3 separate regions of the Gossypium hirsutum genome follow, and all the other regions are linked to region 1. The links are chromatin contacts, called in public Hi-C maps. All regions are on one chromosome and are shown on one strand. Each heading gives the region's core, a stretch centred on a gene start, on an enhancer-like site or on the middle of the called end of the contact. The rest is flanking DNA. Distances are from core to core; before and after follow the strand shown.

Evidence for each region. Hi-C and Micro-C count contacts between places; a contact is called where the count stands out from the background.
Region 2: a Hi-C map of leaf shows a contact between it and region 1, with 2.2 times the contacts expected there. The contact joins the promoter of LOC107895981 here to the enhancer-like site in region 1. A contact is called at or near these places in 5 of 34 Hi-C or Micro-C datasets (callus, cotyledon, leaf and 1 more).
Region 3: a contact with region 1 is called in a Hi-C map of fibers, with 1.8 times the contacts expected there. The contact joins the promoter of LOC107896692 here to the enhancer-like site in region 1. A contact is called at or near these places in 4 of 34 Hi-C or Micro-C datasets (anther, fibers and leaf).

Annotation. Positions count from the first base shown.
Region 1 is chrA10:96,881,495-96,885,471 of Gossypium_hirsutum_v2.1, reverse strand. No RefSeq gene overlaps it. Among protein-coding and RNA genes, the nearest start is that of LOC107896696, 30 kb to the left of the region's middle. Within about 2 kb of position 1,446, at least 2 of the 9 cell types and tissues checked have an H3K27ac peak or open chromatin away from gene starts, as enhancers often do. A contact at or near this core is called in fibers and leaf, where this site is marked.
Region 2 is chrA10:96,587,190-96,590,885 of Gossypium_hirsutum_v2.1, reverse strand. It overlaps LOC107895981 (phylloplanin), which reads right to left and starts at 1,647. Exons shown (of 2, transcript XM_016821158.2): 1 at 1,201-1,647; 2 at 585-1,110. The coding sequence starts at 1,390. The coding sequence ends at 830.
Region 3 is chrA10:96,558,208-96,561,762 of Gossypium_hirsutum_v2.1, reverse strand. LOC107896692 (endo-1,3;1,4-beta-D-glucanase) reads right to left here and starts at 1,568. Exons shown (of 7, transcript XM_016821920.2): 1 at 1,239-1,568; 2 at 683-704. The coding sequence starts at 1,386.

The sequences.
Region 1 (3,977 bases), core at 197-2,696:
ATAGATTGCAGATTTTATTAGATTTAATGATAGAAGACTAACTCGCTCCAGTGTTCATAATTAACTCCTATTTTGGGTTCTATTAAATCAACTAGTCATTAACCTAACAGAGCCTCTCGGCCTTCCACTAACCTAATGTGTCAACAATAATTACTTATCTCTTAAAGTCATATTCCAGACCGGATTGGGGTAAGGTTTTCACGGATAACAATATCGATTTCGAGTTTATTCCCACCTGTATAACTTTTTAGGGTCGTCAAGCCTAGAGTTTTAAGTTTTTCCTATCCCAATGAGCTGGTCCGCTAAGAAACCCTACATAGCCGTTAATTAATCCCACATCCACTCGTTAATCTCCCTTACCAGATTAGTTCCCTATGGATTTAACAAACACAATGCAATTGATGGAAAATATAAACATTAAGAATAGATAAAAAAAACAAAGATAAGAAAAATCTTGATATAATTATAAACGTGCGAACAATAATCCGTTGACGAGTTGATGATACTACAATCCGATCCTCGTGAAGAACAAAATAGAAAACTAAAAGAAAAACTAAAACTAGAAGAAAATCTAAATTACAACTGAAAGTGAAAATAAAACTAAGTAAAATTTGTCCCTAAAGTGTCCAGAACAACTCTATTTATAGACCTAGGGTTGGCCGCTAATCATTGGCCTAATTCGACTGACAATATTGCATTAAGGGTCATTGTGAAGATGGAAACACCCTTGGCTCATTAAGTGTCCTCGTCATATCGATGTCACGACACATTCTAGCCTGTGCTGTGACATCAAAGGAAGACTGCTCCTTTTGGATACTTTATTTACTGTGTTATGACATCCAAGCTCCGTGTTGCAACATCGCAGGTAGTCTCCTGTCCTTATACCTGCGACTGGTGTCCTACACACTCACCGAACATATTAGTCTACCTTTAGGCCTACTTTGGCCCCCAAGGTAATATAAATAACTCAAATTATTATTTTTATTATCTATATACTAAAAGTGAAAACTAAACAAAAACAAAAACATAACTAAATTGCTTTCCTACAAGCTCATTAAGTACGGAAAATAGTTTAATCTGCTACAACGAATTACCGAACATCATTTATTCCTTCAAAAAAGAAAAAAAATTACAAATTTTCTTGATAGAATAGCAACTCAAAATGTTATTCATAATTCAATTCAGTTACTAATTTTATTCATAATCAGAATATTTAACAAAATTATTTTCAGTGAATCCTTTATATAGTGTATGTATTATTCCTTGAAGAAAAGGACAAATATTATAGTGCTTTGCTGTTATTGCTCACCTGTCCATGCAAATAAAGAAACCATTTGAATGTTGGAATTAAAAAAAAAAAGAAGTTTTGCATTAAATAGCATGGTGGTGCATTAAATTTGTGCCGTAAAAGTATGAAATGCGCCCTAAAAGTGAGAATGGTCCCCCACCCCAAAACCCTTCGTTCCCACTCCATTCTGAATTATATCTTCTCCTTATGATAATATTAATTACTAAGGCACCGCTCTTAAACACTAATATTCTAAACCAAACAGATCTTATACAAATTGTTTAACAATCAAAGATCCATCCCTTTCTCACTACTCCACACTTCAATCACCATCTCCATATTATATGCATTCCATTTCTCTTTTTGTTTTATTTCTCCCTTATTTTAAGCCATGATTTGTTCATGCTTCATTCATCACTATGTAAGTCTTAAATTTGCTATTTTTAATTTTTATTTTATTTTATGAAAATAGATAAATTAATTATTTTTAATTTAATCCTTGAATTTTATGAAATTTGAAAAATTGGTCTAATTGTTAGTAAGCATATAAACTTGAATTACTTTTTTTTTGCTAATTTTTTACATATCAATTATTGAACTACTTTTTTTTTTTGTTAATTCTTTATGTATAAAATGTAAACTCATTGCCAATAAGTGGTTGGAAGAAGTGGAAGTAGATTTCTTCTCTAAGTATTTGGACTAAGTTTGAATCTTGGAATTGATATTATTAGAAGAGCTTTACCTAAATATCATTCTTGGCTCTCCAAATAGGATTAAACTCAAACTGTAAAATGAATGAGAACATTTGTATTTGTACAAAACAAAAATTACAAAGCCATTATAATTTTAATAGTTTTTCTTCATAAAAAAAGTATATGTTTATCCAATATATGGCTTAATAAATCATTTTGGTGTATGAGTTTAATATTTTTTAACGTGGTATCTATATTTTTTTTATACTATGTGATACTGGTATTTGATAAAAATTATATATTTTAGTACTTAAATGTGACAATGTTAATTTTAAAATTTTAATTAGAATTTAGGATTGATTTGATGAAAATTTATAATTAATTTATAATATTAACAATTAAATTTGATAAAATCAATCCTAAAATCCAAAAAGCAAAAGCATGAAAATTTAAACATAACAATAGTAATAATTAACTTTTATAAAATTAACTCTAAAATCTAAAGTAAATACTAAGCAATTAACACAATTATCTTTAGACATTAAAATATATAATTTTTTTTGTTAAATACAGATACTATTTTAAACTTAAAAACAAAAATATCAAATTAAAAAAGTGTGAAACACAAATATATATTAATATTCTTATGACCAGATTGAAAGTAATTATGAAGAAAAAAACGCTAGGCTACTTTTGTCTCGCTCTGTATCATCCTTTTGTACTCCTAACTTATGATTGAAACAATACCGGATATGATATTAATTTGATATTTGATGAAAAAAAATTTAAAACACGATACAAATTGATATATAAATGTATAATATATATACATATTATGAATTATTAATATTATAAATTCATGAAAATCACTTATTTATAGTATAAATAGGTATTTAAAAATAATATATATAAAAATTAATCAAATGTAAAGTTTGAAACTAATAAAATATATATATATATAACATGTACAAAATTTAAATTTAAATTTTATTTTATTTGAGAGTAAAAAAAATTAAATAGCTAAATATATTAAATTAAAAATATTAAAAATATTTAAATTGTTTATAATGATATTTACTTTCTTAAAATGTATAAATATATTAAAATAAAATTTTAATTGAAGTGGTAAAAATAAATTCTATAAATATGGATTAAATCATAATATTTGGATTTTTAATTAAAAATTATGTAAAATAATTTAATTAATTGAGTTAAAACTTTTTTATTAAAGAAAACAGTTTTGTACGATTATGTTATGACAAAATAAAAGGAAAACAACACGCATGCACGTTAGTGAACAATACCCTTTGAATGTAAACAACATTGATGACTTTTTGTCTATCAAATTGTTTGGAAATGGTGCCCTCTAAACCTATTTTAAAATGTATTACATTAAAAATAAATAGCTGCATTGAAAACTCTACATCGGATTATATTTTATTTTTTCTATTTAATAATAAATAAAATAATAATTATATGTTAAATTAAGAAATAAATTAATCTTTTTATTAATAATTTATTTTATTTTTACTCTTAAAAATTGATTATTATATATCAGCATGAAATATACATAATATGTTACGTATCAATGTCTAATTGTTTTACCAGCTACGTTAATTTTTTAACAATACAAATAAATAATATTTTAAACAAAAAATCAACTTAAATCTAACAAACATAAATTAATTAATTTATTTTTTAATTAAAAAAATAAAATGTAATATAATTATTAGTACATCAACTTTTATAATATTTTTAGACTAAATATTTGAAAATTGGCCTCACGATGTAGACAATAGACATCAAACATTCCTATTTTTTAATAATAATAATGATGTACACTTCTAATTATTAAAAAAATGAATCGGTAATTAAATTAGGTAAACATTATTATGAAATAAAATTCGTGGACTAGAGGGAAGAAAAAGGGCTGAATGCAACGGTTTCATAGGACAAAAGTAGGAAAGGGAAAGGGAAAGGGAAAGGGAAGGTTGATG
Region 2 (3,696 bases), core at 398-2,897, 290 kb after region 1:
AAATATATATTGATTTCGTAAATTATTTTTATTTTTTATAATAATAAAATATTTTATTTTAATTTTATTAAGGTTATATTTGATAAACTAAAAATTAAGTATTGAAAAAATAAGTATCAAAAATTGAAGTGTTGAATTTAAGTTATAAAATTTATTTGGTATATTATTTAAAATTAAATATTGAGTATAATTATATTATTTTATAAAGGATAATATAATCTTAAATAAAAATCATTGAATTTATTCTAGTAGGTTACAAGGAATAAGTTGGTTTTTACCTTTTTTTTTTGCAAAAAAAAAAATCTTTAGTAATTTTCATTCCCTTTAAAAAATTAATTTTCAATTCATTGAATATTTTCAATATTTTATCAAACATTGCCTAATATAATATTTTTTATTATTTATGATAATTGTTGACAAAAATAAAAAATATAATAAATTTTTTATTTATTTAAAAAATAAAGAGATAATTTATATTAAAATTTAAAATAAAATCAATTTAACATTTTAATATTAAATGTTAATTTTTTAAAAAAAAGTATATTTAATTATCTTGAAAGTTGTCGTTTTCAATATAATAAGTATTATCAAACACAACTTTATTTATTTCTCGAAACATAGCAAGATTACATTGGGACTTTACTTACATGACAAAATGTAAGTTTTATTAAGAATTACAGACATTGTTATAACCCCACATTTGTATCTATTATAAGCCAACAATAATTATACAACAAAGAGCGACGCTATAGCCACATTCGACATTCAAAACGACCACCATATTTATCACTAGTTCAATGGATGTTCTTGTTCTAGTTTTCGAGTTTCATCATGCTCGTAAAAACCCGAACCCGGTAGGGATGATGTTAGTGATGTTCAAGAGTCCAGCAACGGTGCTTCCGATGACTTGTAAGGTTGAAGACAATCCCCCGATGGATGCAAGGGAGGTGTTGCAATTGGAGAGCGGAGTTTTTACGGCTAAGTTGCAGTTGTTGATCAATGAAGGGACAAGGAATTGCAATGGATCTAATAATATGGAGAACATGCCAGATCCATTTGTGGTTGAACTCGAAACCACGTTTCCACCACACTGAAGTTGCACCAATGCATCTAAAACACATTTATACCAAATACATATATAACTCAGCATTTGTGATCATTTTTTCGGGAAAATATGATGATAGAAAAGTAGAAGCTTACTAGGGAAAGCTGGGGTTGCAGTGCCGTTTACACCCATGTTGCCATCGACAGTACAAAATACAGTCCCTTGGATCCTAATCAAGCCAAGGAGGCCGCTAATGAGTCCACCTAGTTGAGCTTCAGCAATTAGAGGTATCAATGCCATTGCAGCAAGCAAGAGACAAACCAACATAAGTGTTTTCAAGGCCATGAAGTTTTTGGTTAATTAACCGAGTTAATATCAATGAAAATGATCCACTCTTGCAGCTGTGATGTTCGACAACCCTAGTTATTTATAGGCAACTTAGAGGGCAAGTTGGTGCTAAAATCTTCCACACAAGTTGGGGACCTTCACCATCAGCACCATGCACGCCACCATTGTAGGCTTCACCTACGTGGGGGCTAAACCTTGCCCCCTAGACTTTGGCATAGCTTAACATTGTTGTTGGAAAAAAAAAAAACTCACTTAGAAAAGAAAAAGCAATTGAGAAGTGATTTGAGATTTTCTAATATTTGGCATTACTATGAAAAAAATACGGTGAGAAGATAAAATGGTAATAAAGTACATCATTTTTAAAAAATATATTGTTAGATTATAAATAATCTATATGTACTATTTTTAATTTTTAAATGAGTTGAATTTACGAATCAATCCAACATTAATTTAATTAGGAAAAAATTTTATAGTATATCTTAAAAAAAAATGAATATTATTATAAGAAAGTTTTTTTCTAATTCTAATCCTATATGGAATTTATAAAATATAATTTAAAAACAGAATAAATTTAAAAAAAAACTATATATATTAAGATTTAAACATAGTGTAGCAGCCAATTTTGACTCAGACCAGCAAACCAAAAATAAAACCTAAAATATAATAAATAAAATAAAAGTCCAATAGTCCATTTACAATGTTAAACAGCCTAAACCCAACAAGCCCAACAAGCCCAAAAGTTTAAAAACCCTAACTCAACTACCCAAAACATCTCAGCAACCCTAGCCCCAATCTTTTCAGCCGCCGCTCCTCACCAATGGCCACCACGCACGCCACCACCGGTACACGCCTCCTCGCACGCGTCTGGTCGCCCACTTCACCTACAAAACGAGACTAGCACGCAAACAAAAAGAAACAACAAACAAGAGGACAAAAATGATAGCAAACAAAAGAAACAACGAAGAAACAAACAAAATAGAAATAAGAACAAGCATGTATTCGGCTATAAAAGCCATTTTCATTCCCTTTATTTTTTTTACGCATATTAAGCAATCAAACAAAAAACGAACACTAGCAATCAAAGCAAAAAACATACAAAAAGGTTGATCTCTGATTTTATTTTCTTTATTTTCACTTCATTTTATTTCTTTAATATTTCTTTTCAATTTTAATACAAATCTGTTAAACAAAGTGGGCATAAAATGAATAAAGGGAAAGAGGAGAAGGGTGACTTACTGGATCCACCTCGTAGCCGCATCGTCGGAGCTCTCCTCTTCGTTCGGCGTGGTCGAGTTCAAAAGAGGGGGTTGAGCCCTTGTCTTTTGTTTTTTGGAGCAAATCTCCAATGCGTATAAAAAAGAAGGGCTAAAAGAGCCCATTTTGGTGTAACACCGGCCACCAAATGCGGTGGTGGCGCGGTGGACAGTCGACGGCACAAAGAGGGGGTTTAAAAACCTAACAGAAAAAAAGAAAAGTTTTTTTAAAATTTTCTTCAAAAATGGGCTGCAAATGAATTTAAAAAAAAAATTTGGGGCTTAAATATGTTGCATGAAACGACACCATTTCATTTCCTTCCCCATATGCCAAAACGGCGTCGTTTTGGGGAAGGGGCGGGTCGACCCGACCCGCATAGGCCAGGACCGCGTGTTTTGTAGCCTTGGGGCTATTTACGCGGTGAGTCCTTCCATATTTTCGTGGTGTTCAATCCAATCTCATTCCTTTTTAAAATTTTGCCCTCATAATTTCTCTGTTGCTACACTTAAATCCTACATTGAAACGCTGCGCATAGGGGATTAGGGTAATTGCCCAGTTGACCCCTGTTCTTTCGCGCGTATTTCAATCAAGTCCCTGGCAATTTTCTATTTTATGATTTATACCTTTTTTTATTTTGATTTTAATTTAGCCCTCACCCTTTTTTATTTCAAATTGTTTTATCATGTTATATTATATGTTTTATTTATTGCCCATTCAGATGTTATATTTTATTTAGTTTAAAACTTCATGTGTTACTTATAAGATTTGTCATATTGTTCATTTATTTATTTATCTCAAATTTATTTTATTTGTTTGTTTATTCCAAGTGTTATATGTCAATAATGTTAAATGTATATATGTTATTTATTTTATGTTCTCTTTTGTAAACTGTTCGCTTGTTTATATTTCTTTAATTTGCATGTTTATTTTAAGTCTTTCACATGATGTGTTAAATTGTGTTTTGTTTTATATATATTTTATATTATTTTATCTTATGTTGAAAATATTATTCATAGCAAATTATAAACCATCATATTTATACTTTAAGA
Region 3 (3,555 bases), core at 319-2,818, 320 kb after region 1:
ACCTTGGTACAAAAATTCATAAAGCTATTGAATAAAATGAAGCAAGATAAGTCATCTACTATAATTTTCCTTAGTATGTTACAATCATAGGTTATTAATCAAATTCTTAGGTGGTAATTTCATGGTGTGTCATGCTGACTATTGACCTTGGAAGCATATATATAAGAAGCTTTTCATGAGGCTAGTAACTGGGGTACATGTTTTGGATATGGGTGAGGACACTTTTTGATGGTAGTAACCTACCTGCTGAATTACCATTTATTTATGAACGGTTCCTTGATTAGCTTGGTGGAGAATTTCTTTTGCTATACAGACTTTCCAGATTGACAACCTGCTGGCTTTATACTAGAGTTGGCGGGGCAAAGGAAATTTGATTTGGGGTGTTTTAGTTAAGTTTAAGACAAGTTCCACTTTAGTTGTTTTCTATATTAGTGTTGTGTTTTAGTGGTTCGTTCTTTTTGCTCTTTGCTTATGCTAGCACTGTGACTAGCTTTGAACTTTTGTATTCCTTCTGAAATCTTAATAAACATCTTTTAACATCTCAATATTTATATGCATGTGCGAGAATCGAAAAATAACATCTTAAAGAGTAAAAACTCGACTTCCTAGTACTCATAGAAGAGATAATGAAGGCAAAACATCGGCAAAAAAGAAGCAGTTTCACTAGCAGAATTAGGCTTACCTCAAGTTTGGAGCCTCATATCCTGCAAAGCCATGAAAAAGAACAGTGATATTAACAGATGATCAAGACGATGGTAATCATTATCATGATACTGATGACAACAATATCTATACTTAATGGAACAGTGATAAGCAATTGCAAAACAATGCTCAATGAAAGTAAATGGTTAGTAATCCAAAATTATATTACAGATATAATACGATTATATCATAAACAATACAAAACCCAGAGATAATATGTTGAAAAACATCCATAATCAGTACAAAATTATATTAACCCCCAGCATCCTACTGAACTAGTTTCAGAGCCAATATTAGCTTAAATCGATAGTCAAATACAAAACCCATATATAATATATTGAAAAACAGACTGCAAAGTGAAAACAAATCCAAAAAAAAAAGAAAAAAAAGGAACCTTGAAGTTGCTGGATTCCTAAACAGACAAGTTGCTCACAAATTTCACACAAAACCCAAATCGAAAATGAGGGAAAACTCACATTAAAGACCGAAGCAGAAAGATAAAGGAAAGAAAAAATGAAGAGGCTGTGCATAAGTACCATAAACATCAGAGACAAGAAGAATAGTAAGGTTGGATTGAATAGAGCCAGAAACATAAGTGTTGAAGCCAGCAATTTTCTCAACATGACCAGCTCCACTTGCAGGGTCCAATGTTGGCGGGTTCGAACAGCACTGAGGACCTGACATTGTCTTTCCTCTCTTTTTTTTTTCTAACCAAAAAACACTCTCTCTCGCTTTGTTTGAACAAATAGTGCTTCTACTGTATAAAAACAAACACCAACAGTGAAGTTGGAAGAAGAAGACGGGATTTTCGAGAGGAATAATAAAAAGGCTTTATTTAAATAGAAATAGGTTATGTGTCACATTCCATGTCATTTTTTGGATAAACTAACATAAAATTTATAATTTAAGACTGATAGAAAACTTTTAAGAATCAATAATTTAAGGATTAATTTATGGGACAAAGAAATATTTAGTATTTAAATTTGATAAAAAAATTTATTTTGGTATTGAATTTTTTATCAATATTAAAATTAAAATTAAAATTTGATAATTTTCTTTAATTTAATCTTTAAATTTGGTTTCTATTAAGTTATGATTATGTAAAACTATAATTGTGCCACATCATTATTTGATTTTTTTTAAAAATTACAATTTCTTTATAAAATTTTAATCTTTTCATATTTTTTGGTTTATGTTATAGCGATTTATCATCATATCTTAATACAATCCAATTTCAAGGATTGAATTGAAAAAAATTATCAAGTTTCAAGATTAATATGAACCCAACAAGTTCAAGGATTGAATTAGAGGAAATTATCAACTTCAAAGACTAAATATTGCTTTATCACTTATTTTATTAGGTTAAAATATGCAATAAGTCCCTATACTATTCACAAATTTAAAATTTGGTATTTGTACTTTTATTTTCAGTCTCTTTATTTTTCAAATTTCAAATAAAGGTCCAATTGTTGCCTTTTTTTGTTAAATTTATTGATATGACATTTTGAAATAAAATAAATATTCACTTGGTAAATATATAACTAAAAAATTGATATTGTAATAAACCTGAATTTGACATAATAATTTTAACAATGCCAATAATTAAACATAAATTTTGTAATATAAAAAATAAAAGACTAAATTATGAAAGTTAGATATATTTATGGCACATTTTAACCTATTTATTAATAAAGCCTAATAAAAAATGTGGCATTGCTAATGTGGGGGACAACTAAAGCCTGGGGTGGGTAGAAATGATTGTCAGTCGAAGATAATAATTTTTGTCATATTCTAATGGGTAATTTACTAAAAAAGCCCTTTTATATCATTATTTACCGAAATAGTCTGTCTTTTTGATTATTTACCCGAAAGGGCCACTTTTCTTGAAAGTGTGTCCACGTCAGCGCGAAGTCAGGGGACGTGTCAACAAAACGCTCCCCTAGGGAAGCGTTTTTCCCCTTTTTTAAGGTTAGGGTTTTTTATTAGTTTAGGGTTAGGGTTTAATGGTTTAAGGTCTTTAGGGTTTAAGGTTTGAGTGTTTTTATGGGAAAATTAATTAAATTAAAATTAAGGGTTAATTAATTAAATTAACTATGAAATTAAAAAAATCAATTAAATTAGGGTTTAGGGTTTTTAGGGTTTATTAATTAAATTAACTATTAATTACGGAAAAAAGCTTCCACGTGGACGCTCTTTTGCTACAGTACTATCTGAAAAATAATTTTGAGAAGATGTTTCTGAATGAATAGTATCAAAAATGCTTTAACAAGGATGCACGGTCAGCAAAATTACGGAAAAAAGCTACCACGTGGATGCTCTTTTGCTACAGTAGTATCTGAAAAAATGATTTTGAGAAGATGTTTCTGAACAAAAAGTGTCAAAAATGCTTCAAGAATGATGCACTGTCAGCAAAATTACGGAAAAAAGCTCCTACGTGGATGCTCTTTTGCTACAGTGGTATCTGAAAAAATAAATTTGAGAAGATGTTTCTGAACAAATAATGTCAAAAACACTTCAAGAATGATACACTGTCAGCAAAATTACGGAAAAAAGCTCTTACGTAAACGCTCTTTTGCTACAGTAGTATTTGAAAAAGCCTTAGACTATAAATGAGACAAATTTCATTCTCAGGTTGCATAAGTTACAACAAGAGAAATTGATGCTAAAGTAAAATAGAAACTGAAGATGAGTGAACATATTAGTGTTGTTATTTACTATGATGGCGAGGTCCGTGACACCGAAAACGGCGTTGTTTTTTTATCGGAGAACGTAGCGCGACTGATTTTTATCCAGAACATAGATTTGACAGAACTTTGTAAAAAAATTAGGCGTAAAATCTTCGGAACAACGCCG